Regions from separate parts of the Sus scrofa genome. Here region 2 is linked to region 1. The links are chromatin contacts, called in public Hi-C maps. All regions are on one chromosome and are shown on one strand. Each heading gives the region's core, a stretch centred on a gene start, on an enhancer-like site or on the middle of the called end of the contact. The rest is flanking DNA. Distances are from core to core; before and after follow the strand shown. Region 1 holds the start of AP5S1 (AP-5 complex subunit sigma-1). Region 2 holds the start of C17H20orf27 (UPF0687 protein C20orf27 homolog).

Region 1 (5,413 bases), core at 2,070-4,569:
GTCGCCACCGCTTTCTGTCAAAGTTCGTCTACTTTGCCATGATTATTTGCTCCATTGTGCAGATGAGAATATGGAGGCTTTCTTACCAGAGCAGTAAGAAGGACTTCAGATTCCCAGGCTGAGTCTAAAGGACACTTACCCTGTCTCCAGCTTGTTTCCCTCCCCCACCCCCCAAGTTTATTTTGCTCCAAGACTTGGTCTTCTCTTCTGGTCTAGAGCCCCCTGCAAGGGCACAACAGGTGGAAGGGTGGTATCTGGGGGGCTGGACTTCCACTCGGGGAAGGAAGGATGCTGAATCCTCCAGATGCCACCCCCACCCCCTGGTCCTAAGTAGGCTGCTGATACTAAGGCCAGCGTTTACTCGAGTGAGGCAGTTTGCCCCTGGAAAGGGAAAATAGCTGTGCAGACCCCTGAGAAAGAGGGAGAAGTGGGGGAAGGGGAGAGAATGAGCCTTGGGCACAGTCATGCTGAGACTTGGCCTACACCAGCCTGAGTGTTCAGGTGGTCTGGTTTTATGATGAGGAAGGCAGCTGGATGCTCAGAGAGGGCACTCACTTGCCCCAAGTCACAAAGCAGATACAAGCAGAGCAGCTTCCCAGGACTCTCCCACTCCTCACCTCCCACTATGGCTCAGAGGGCATGAAAGGGGGGCGAGGTTGCCCGACAGCTTCTGCTCTGAGTCGTCTTACCATTCTGTCCATCTGGATCAGGCCATGTGGGGAGGAGAAAGCAATGGTGCTGAGTATCTAACAATGCCCAGGTGTGCTGACAGCTGCAGCCACATCTGCCCTACTCACAACCCACCATCAGAGTCACAGCTGTGGTCACAGGGCACTGAGTCTGCTCCAGACCTTTTTTTTTTTTTCTTTTTAGGACCACAACCGTGGCATATGGAGGAGGTTCCTAGGCTAGGGGTCCAATCAGAGCTACAGCTGCTGGCCTACGCCACAGCCACAGCAACACAGGATCCAAGCTGCATCTGTGACCTACACCACAGCTCACAGTAACGCCAGATCCTTAACCCACTGAGCAAGGCCAGGGATCAAACCTGCAAACCTCATGGTTCCTAGTCGGATTCATTTCTGCTGCAGCACGACGGGAACTCTGAGACACTCTTACCTAGTGCCTGCTAAGCACACGAGCTCAGTATTCAGCTCATTGTGCAGGGGAGTCAGAATAGGAAGGCAGAAAGGGGGGCCCTGGTCAAGCGAGGATGAAACTTCCAAGAGAGAAGTTCAGGGGATGCGGCAGAGGTGCCCAAAACTCCCTTCCCGCCAGGAAGAGAAGCTTGAACTTTATTCCTGGATGCTCCAAAAGGGGAGTGGATCAGGCAAGGAAGCAGTTTAAAATCCTGGGCTGCCAGCCAGTTTTAAAGGTTGTTTTGCTTAGGCCAAGGCGGGGCAGGAATTCTGTGCAGCCCTCACAGGATTAAGAAGCTGCTTGGAGTTGGGCCCAAGTAAAGAGCCACCTGTACCTGGCCTGGCCAAGTTGGCCAAGTCGTATTTGCTCACCAGATAACTTGCAATGACAATTAAAAATATTTTTTTTGTGTTGGTTTTTGTTTTTGCTTTTGGCCATGCCAAAGGCGTGCAGAGTTTCCCAGGCCAGGGATCGAACTTGTGTCACAACACTGACAATGCCCGATCCTTAACTGCTAGGCCACCAGAACATACCTGAAAAAAATGTTTCCTTTTTAAATTGGGGGAAAACTGACACTTTCTAAAAGATACACATCTTACACATCAAGCACAGATGAGAGGAGGCAACACACAGCTCAAATGTGGCCATTTCTAGCATCCCAGGGAATTCCCTCCTGTTCCCTCCTAGTTACCCACACTGTTTTGACCTATCATAAAGATTAGTTTCACCTGTTTTTGAGCATCATCTAAATGAAATAATATTCTTTGGTATCTGGCTTTTTGCACTCAGCATAATGAATTTGAGATCCATCATGTTTCTTTTAGCAATAATTTGTTCTTGTTCATTGCTGTGTAGTATTTCATTTATATGGATATCTCCCCAAATTGAATTATTCATTCTATTTTGGCTTTTATCTTTTTTTTTCTTAAGGGCCACACCTGCAGCATATGGAAGTTCCCAAGCTAGGGGTTGAATCGAAGCTGTAGCTGGGGGCCTATGCCATAGCCACAACAACACGGGATCTGAGCCATGTCTGTGAACTACACTACTGCTCACAGCAACACTGGATCCTTAACCCACTGAGTGAGGCCAGGGATTGAATCTGCATCCTCATGGATCCTAGTCGGGTTTGTTACCGTTGAGCCACAATGGGAACCCCCTTCTGGCTTTTAAATTTTAAAAAATTAAGGTAGGAATTCCCCTTGTGGTGCAGTGGGTTAAGGATTCAGTGTTGTCACTGTAGTGGTCACTGCTGTGGTACAGTTTTGATCACTAGCCAGGGACTGCCACATGCTATGGGCGTGGCCAAAAAAAATCAAGGTATAACTTATACGCAGTAAAATTCACTCTCTTACATACATAGTTTGGTGGGTTTTGATGAATGCGGTTTGGTGTCTGCCACCACAATTAAAATATAGAACATTTTCATTCTGCCCTCCATGGATTATTTACAACTATTTCAGATTGTGTTGGGACTATGCCAGGAGTGGAACCATTAGGTTGTGGCATGTATATTTTCCACATAGTTCTCCAAAGTTGCTATACCAGCTTACCTTCTCTCACCAGCAGTGTCTGAGACTTTTGTTGCTCCATATTTTCATCAAAATTGATAAATGTTATTTCTTAACTAGAAAATGTGACTGTTTATAGCAAAGAGCTCTCGTAACTATCAAGTGGCTGAACCTACATGCTGTGATGGAGCAGAGCAGAGGTCCCAGCCCATTTTCTGACTCTCCTACACCAAAATACCTGATCTTAGTCTTAGTTTTTTTCTCAAGTTAGATTTTTTTTTTTGCTTTTTAGGGCTGCACCCTCAGCATATGGAGATTCCCAGGCTAGGGGTCCAATCAGAGCTACAGCTGCCGGCCTACACCAGAGCCACAGCAACGGAGGATCCAAGCCAGCTGAGTCTGCAACCTACACCACAGCTCAAGGCAGTGACGGATCCTTAACCCACTGATCGAGGCCGGGGATTGAACCCGCAACCTCATGGTTCCTATTGGATTCGTTTCTGCCGCACCACGATGGGAACTCCCTCAAGTCAGATTCTTAGAAAAGTTTAAGTGACTCTTGGGAGTTAACTAACTGTAAGTCACTGGCTTGAATCTGTCCAGTGACAACAGTTCACAACCATCTAGAAATTTAGATTTCTAAAAAGTCTTTAATCCCCAGAATTGAACACAGAGGCACCCTATTTTCCAGAAGCAATAAAACTGCTGGTGCAGAAATGAAGGATTGTTTATACAAGGAGGTCTATAGCCACATGGAATCTGGAAACAATCAGGAGAGGGAAGTTGAGTAATGGTGGGGGACTTGCTGTGCTGCAGCCTTGAAATTCATGCCTTGAGAGAATGTTGGATGATGTGAAGTTATTCATTCCATTGTTCAAAGAAGACGGTTATGGGACAGAAGGTAAGAAGCATTCCCACCCAACCCACACGGGAGTTTGTGTGGGTGCCAAGCAGTGCTGCTGGGACAGCCTCCGCCCCACCCGGCCCACACCAGCACGCACACCCCTGGAAGGGGCAGTGATGCAGCTGCCAGTCTCTGAGTCAGCGGGGCCTGGGGCAGCGGGAAGGGAAGAGGCCTCACGTGGCTGGGCCTGAGCTGCCTCGTGGGGCCTCCCGGCTCTCAGCCTTGCAGGAAGAGCAGCGTTTGAAAGGACGAATCACACAGTGCCTCGCCTTCCTGGAGCCCAGCCAAGACGTGGAGCCTGGGGCTCCCTGCGGGGAGGGCTCGGGGAGGGGGCGCCTCCTGGGTTGGGATTGGGCATACCTAGGATGGCGTCCATCCAGCCACGTGGGAAGGAAGCTCCCAAGGTTGGATTAGAGTGGGTAAACTAGGCTGGGGTTATGGCTTCTGGGAGCTGGGGGTGGGGGCTGGCGCAGTCTCTGGTGACTCTGAGGGGATGGGGGTGGGGGGAGCATGGAGAAGGGGGTACAAAAGGAAGGGGATGAAACAGGCTGAAATTTAAGGACCTGCACCCCTCCCTCAGCACATGCGTAACATCAGGAAAATTACTTGATCTCAGTGCCTCAACTTCCTCATCTGAAAAATGGGGATAGTGAAGCCACTCCTTCAAAGGCTATTGATTGGAGCAAATGAATTGGTGTATATAAATCACAAAGAACAGGGCCTGCTTCACATCAAGGGTTATCCAAGTCTGCTGTGGCTGTTATTACTTAGAACCAATGAGGGGATTACAAGACCACACAGGTGAAAAGGATAAACCTGAAAACATTAAAAGAAAGGAGCCAACCTGAGGGTTTGGGCCCTTTCTGCACATGGACATGCCCTTGGGTGACAGGTTACAAGGAAAAAGCCCAGTTGCTGTGTGTAGGAGACAGGAGGCCTACTGCACCAGAGTTAGCAGTTTGGAGGCTGTGGATGGGGGTTGGTGGAGACAGAGGAGGAAGCTGATTGGTGGTCCACATAGGGCAAGCCTGAGGGTGCCCCAGGGAGGTGGAGAGGTCAAGGCTTGCCCTACGTCTGTCTCTTTTATTCTAGGGCAACCATACTACTCAACCTCGGCCCATCTGGACTCTCAGTAAAGCAGATCCTTTCTTAGTTTCCTCCTCTACAGTTTGAGAAATGGCTAGATGTTCTTTTCTGGCTTTCTTTCTTTGGGCCACAGCATGCAGAAGTTCCCAGCCCAGGGATTGAACCCATACCACAGCAGCGACCTGAGCCGCTGCAGTAACAATACCAGATCCTTAATCCAATGTGCCACAAGAGAACTCCTGGTTAGATATGGAAGTTTCCAGGCCAGGGATTGAATCAGAGATACAGGCTGCAACCTATGCCGCAGCTGCAGCGACACCAGGTTCTCAACCCACTGTGCCACAGTGGGAACTCCATTCTTATCAGTCTTATCAGACATTCAAAATATCCACTGCCTGGGGCTGGCAGATTCCATCTAATTTCCCTCCCTCATCCAGAAGTAAGGGGTGGCTTAACCCATCTGCCTGAGGTCTCCAAGGTTTGTGAAGAGCATCAAGAAGGGTTTCCAGCTGTAAAAAACCATCGGGGCTATCTTGAGCAAGTGAGCTCCCTGACCCTGGAGGTGTGTAAGTGGCACCTGAGGGTTGGTCCTGATGTCTGGGAGAAGTAGTGGAGCTTCCCATCATGGGGGCCAGGCTGCCCATCAGTGACTCGGGCCCATGCAGTGGCTTGGGTGGATGGGGGGAAGGAGCCTACTGTCTAAATTGAGTCAGTATCAGTCACCATGTGCATTCGGGTTGTGGGCATCAAGGGGGAGTGGAAGAGGCCAACA
Region 2 (5,413 bases), core at 2,177-4,676, 36 kb before region 1:
GCTGGGCTGTCTAGGCAGTGGCTCTCAGGAAGAGGAACTACTCGCCCCACTCTTAGCCAACCCCTGCCCTGGCGGACATTCCCCTCCCCCCATCTCAGAGTGGGGCCTCCTGTTGGGTGTTTTTCTAGCTTTGCCCCAGTCAGCTGTGACCTGGCCCCCAACCTTGAAATGGAAGATCCACTGAGGGCAGGACAGAGCTCAAGAGAGAGCCAGTGCTCAGGCACTGCCTTGTAACCCTTGAGCAATGAGAACACAAGTAGGGAGGCAGGCGACTCCCGAGGCCCAGAAGAGGCTGGAGAAAGCTCCTTTCCTAGCAGAGAGCCCCACTGTTCGAAGTCCCTTCTGAACTAGATTTTTTGTTGTTGTTGTCTTTTGTCCTTTTTTTAGGGCTGCACCGGTGGCATATAGAAGTTCCCAGGATAGGGGTTGAATCAGAGCTACAACCACAGCAAAGTGGGACCTGAGCTTCGTCTGCGACCTATACCACAGCTCATGGCAACACCAGATCCTTAACCCACTGAGCAAGGCCAGGGATCAAACCCACAACCCCATGGTTCCTAGTCAGATTTGTTTCTGCTGCACCACAACGGGAACTCCTGAACTAGATTTTTGTCCACTCTTCAGAATCAGGAGCCGGCATCAGGCCTCTGCCTGTGGCAGCTGTTTCCATAGGGACCCACTAGGCCTCTGGAAACCCCTGGCCTCCTCCCATGTTAGCCAAGTCTTGAGCATGGCTCAAGCAGCATAGCACCCTCCAGAGGCAGCAGGCATGGGCTCCAGGGCCCCACAGGTCTGGTTCAAATTCAGGCTGCACAGCAAAGTTACTCCACGTCTCTGTGCCTCAGTTTCCTCATCGGCAACACAGGAAGGAGCAGGGACCTCTTCCTCAGTGGGTTTGGTGCAGCTGGTGCCTGATGCTCTGCGACAACAGTCCCTACTCCACCCCCACCTTTGCAGAGCAAATCCCCCAAAGGACTGGTTTCTGAAGCAACAGCAATTTCAGCATCAAAGAGGCACTTCGGGCCAATACTGGAACAGTCAGGAATGGCTCTCAGGGTGGGCCCCCAGGGACTTCAGGCTTCTCAGAAAACAGCTCAAGGGTTGAGGGGCCTCTCTCTCCTTTCCCTCACCCTGCCTTCCTCCTCCCCCACTTCCAGGCCAGCCAGGTCTCCAGGGATCGCTAGGGAGCAGACTGCTAGGATCCCACTGTCCCCAGCCCCAACCAGAAGGACTCATAACAATGTGAAGCATGTACATCTTGGGAAATGTCCCCACCCTGGCAAAAAAAAAAGAAGATACCTCCCTTTAGATGGGCTGTCAACAGGTCAGGATTGGTACCATGGGCAGTCATGAGGTGGGGAGGGATGGGAAACTGGAACAAGGGCTTCGGAAGACTTCTGTGGCTTTAAGTTATTTTCAGGGAAACTGGCAGGACCCTCTCAGCTTTAGAGAGAAAGACTGCTTCAAGGTTAACCTATGTCCTGGTTAGCCAGGGCAGGGCTCAGCCAGGCCCAGTGGCACCTCTGTCACAAGGAGGAGGATCATGGACATGGCAAATGGGCAGATGGACAGTTACACAGGAATCCAGAGTTCTCAGCTCCCTAGATTCCTGCCCTGCAGGGTACAAACTACTACTTCCAGGTTGTTCCACGCCGGGGCCCAAGGCTAGAGAAAAAGCCAAAGACAGTCTGTCCATGGCAAAGCAGAGCCTCTGCCACCCTCTTGCTTGACATCCCACACCTGCATCACCACAGCACCTCTCTCCCCCAGAGGCAGCCCCCAAATCCCAGGCATCACAGGACCAGCTCCAGCTTGTCCTCTGCCTTGAGGCTAGGGACATGCTTCTTGAAGCCTCATTTCTCATTCATTCCTCAATCCCCATTGTCCACCTGTTCAAGGACTTGCTGAGCCAGGAACTCTACAATCTTCCACCCTCTCCACCCCAGCCCAGGGCTCAGGCCTGGCTTAAGCCCTCAGTCCTGCGGAAGCCACTCATTAAAGCTCAAGCGTGTACAAAGGGCACCCGCTGAGACCACGCTAACCTGCTGACTCTAGAACCTCACGTAGGACTGGGCACACAGTGGCCCACATACCTAGAACGAGGGCTGAAAAACAGGCCTCGGTCTCGATGTGGTTCCACTTCCTCCTCCCTCCAGCAGGCCAAAGTTGCAAAGACAAGTAAACAAGTGGAGCAGACGTGAACTGAGGAAGGGACTCTCACCATCTCACACCCTCCTGTCTCCCCAAGAAGTGCTCCCCTCCCCTCTCCTCCCAGCATTTCCTCCCCACAATCCCTCAAGGCCCCAGCTAGAGGATACTTAGACCCCTCTAGCCTCTAGACTGCCTGCCTCACCTGAAACCCAAGAGGTAGAGGCCAGACCAGGTCCTGGGGGTGACAGCTGTCCCTGACTTTCTTCAGCTCCCTGGGCAGAGAAACCTCTATCCACACTTCTCAAAGGCAAGATTCAGGAGGAAAAGCAACCCAAGGCCTCCCTTCTCAGTCTACCAGGGTCCTTGCTCACGAACAGGAACACTGGTCCAGAACCTAAAGGAACCCCTCCTGCTTTGTGACAACGGGGAGATGGTGGGGCCAAGCTCCCAGAAGCACCAGAGGGGCCTGGGGATAGGAAACTGTATCCTCTCCTGCCTCCATCCCCGTGGGTGTGGTGCCCCCATCCCTACCTCATCCTCCTCTTCTAAGTGGAGAGATGCGTCTGAACACCCCCCGCCCCCCATCACACTCTGGGGCTGTGAGGCGGCAGCTCTGTCCCTCAGAGATAATCCTGTGCCGTCCCCACCCTCACCTCTGCTGACGCAGTAGTCTCGGGAGCTTGTACTCCTGGACATCACCGTCCTCTTCCCTGAAGGTGCAGGGCCACGAGAGGTTCAGAGAGGCTACTCGTCCAAGGTCACACAGCGAGGCGGTGACAATGAGGGGGGGAATGACGGCGCTGACCCCATTAGGCTCCCGCCCCCACTGTATCACACGTGCCCCCAACAGCGCCCCACGGAAAGCACTTCAGCTTTAGCAGCTAACAGTCACCTGCGGCCCTGGAGCCTGACATCCCCCCAGATCATGTGTCAAGGAGCCCTCCCTGGCCGGGCCCCGACAACGGAGACCTCCCGCCCCAGCCCGATGAGTTCTCAGGCACAGACTACCTAGAACAGCGGCTCGCTGGGAGGGGATCTCCAGGAGCGGGGCAGAACCGGAAGGTGTCGAAAGGAGGAGCAGTCTCACCCTGCAGGGATCACCCCGACGCCGGACCAGGCCGGGCAGGGGCGACCGCGGGGGCAGAGGCAGCAGAGGCAACGGCAAAGGCGGCACCGGTGGCGGTCGCGGCGGCAGCGGGGGCTCAACGCCTAACACGAGGAGAGAGCCCCGCGCCGCCGCCGCCCTCCTCAAGGGCACGCCCCCACCTCCTCCCATTGGTCGACCTTGGGGGTGGGGCGAGGGCGCTTCGAACCAATAAGCGGGCGCCAGAGAACCGCCAACTGGCGATGCGCCTCTGCGTCACCTGCAGAAGGCCCTGCGGCTGCGCTGTACAAACCCATGCCCAAGGGCCCGGCGACTTCTCGCGATGAAGTTAGCTGGGCCGCCCGCTTTGGCTAGAGGCCAAGATGCCGCAGGGACTGGTTAAGGAAGAAGCGCCTTGAATAGGCCCTGCCCACGTTCACTTTCAGCCTCGGAGTTTGCAGTTCCCGTCTCCGCCCAACTTGGAAGGGGCTTTCTCTAGGCTCGGCTCCTTTAAGCGGCCGTAACGCGGGACTCAGAGCCAGGTCAGGCACTTGAAGATGCCTTTCTTTCTAGGCTTCCGAGCCTGCAATAGCAGTCGATTACGGACATCGCAAGGTCTGTCCCGGAGCGGAGGAACCCTTCATCCTTCCCGCTCTGCAATACACTGGTTTCTTCCGTCCCATCCCCCTGCCTCGGAGGAAGCGCACCCGCGAGGACCTGAGATGCGTCCTGGGAGCCCTGTCAGCCTGGATAAGCATCAGAACAAAGAAGGCACGCGGGGTGGGGGTTGGGAGAACCTGTGCAGGCGTCCCGGAGGACCGCAGCCTCCTGGTCTCCATGGAGGCGGTCGCCATGGCAAAGGGATGCGCCTAGGTCAGCGCCGCGGGATGGGTGGGATGTGGGCGCCTGCACAGAGCCTGGAGCGAAAACGTGGCCCTCGGACATTTAGGGGTTCTAGCCGCTGCCCCACCTGCCCGTAATTGAACAACACTCCCCCCATTTCGCTGCCTGGAACGGGGTCCATAAAGTGCCTGCGGGGAACGGACCCCCCCTTCCAACATAACTAGGCAAAAGATGATACGGGTTAGATTAGATTCCTTTCAGAAAGACCGGGGTCTGTGCCTTTGCGGAGCCCTCAAGGCTCCTACCCTCCGCTGGATCCCTGTCGCCACTAACCTATCTTCTGGTCTCTGGTCAACACCGTTGGCACATTAATCTTCCTGAGCTATTGTTTCCATCAGTCCTCCCCTGCTCTAAAATGCTCCGTGCTCTGGGACTGTTTCCAGAAGACCCTTAAACTTTTTAGCATCATTTTGGGTGATGCTCTGATGTTTGAGATGCTGCCCTCCAGCGCGGTCTTTGGGAGAATTTACACTCTCATCCACTCTTGCCAAATGCTTTCTCACTACCCAACTTCAAGGTCTAAAGTTGGCAGACAGTACCGCCCAAAGTAGGCTACAGACATGTTTTGTTTAGCCCACATGGGACTTTTAAAAATTCTAATTTTTCCTCCTCCTCTTCTTCCTCCTCTTTTGAAATATCAGAACTAACAACTTGGACTCAATTCCAGCCTGGCCCCAAAGACCATCAATTTGCCATAGTCCTTACCAGTCCCTATTTTCTCACATTTATTTTACAATCTAGGTCTAGGCAGACATTTGAATCCCCTCCTTATGTTACCTTCTCACCTGAATGCCCTTCCTACTCACCTCTCCTAGACAGAACTCACCCTCCCTTCAAACTAGATTAAGCCTTTCCTTTTATGTCTTTCTAACTAACTTCTTAAATCCATCCCTGGTAAGCATTCTCTTCTTTCTTTTTTTTTCTTCTTTTAGGGCCACACCCATGGCATAAGGAAGTGTCCAGGCTAGGCATCAAATCTGAACTGCGCAGCAATGCCAGATCTGAGCCTTACCTGCAACCTACGTTGCAGCTCACAACAACACCGGACCTTTAACCCACTGAGCCAGGCGAGGGATGGAACTCGCGTCCTTATGGATACTAGTTGGGTTCATTACCAGTGAGCCATAAGGGGAACTCGGTTCTTTCAAACACACGGACTAGCTGTTAACTGTGCACTGCCTGGGGCTATTTCTTAATTGTCAACTCCTTTCAACAAATATTGACTAAGTGTATGTGATGATCAAGTTACTATGGGAGGCTCTGGAGTTAAAGGCA

Evidence for each region. A called contact is a pair of places that touch in the nucleus more often than the background predicts.
Region 2: a contact with region 1 is called in a Hi-C map of skeletal muscle, with 2.4 times the contacts expected there. The contact joins the promoter of C17H20orf27 here to the promoter of AP5S1 in region 1. A contact is called at or near these places in 3 of 5 promoter capture datasets (fetal liver, fetal skeletal muscle and liver), 16 of 47 Hi-C or Micro-C datasets (alveolar macrophages, blood, embryonic fibroblasts and 6 more) and 2 of 2 datasets of contacts at active chromatin or transcription factors (alveolar macrophages and skeletal muscle).

The regions. Positions count from the first base shown.
Region 1 is chr17:31,904,739-31,910,151 of Sscrofa11.1, reverse strand. It overlaps AP5S1 (AP-5 complex subunit sigma-1), which reads left to right and starts at 3,319. Exons shown (of 5, transcript XM_021077709.1): 1 at 3,319-3,552.
Region 2 is chr17:31,941,041-31,946,453 of Sscrofa11.1, reverse strand. C17H20orf27 (UPF0687 protein C20orf27 homolog) reads right to left here and starts at 3,426. Exons shown (of 6, transcript XM_021077382.1): 1 at 3,239-3,426.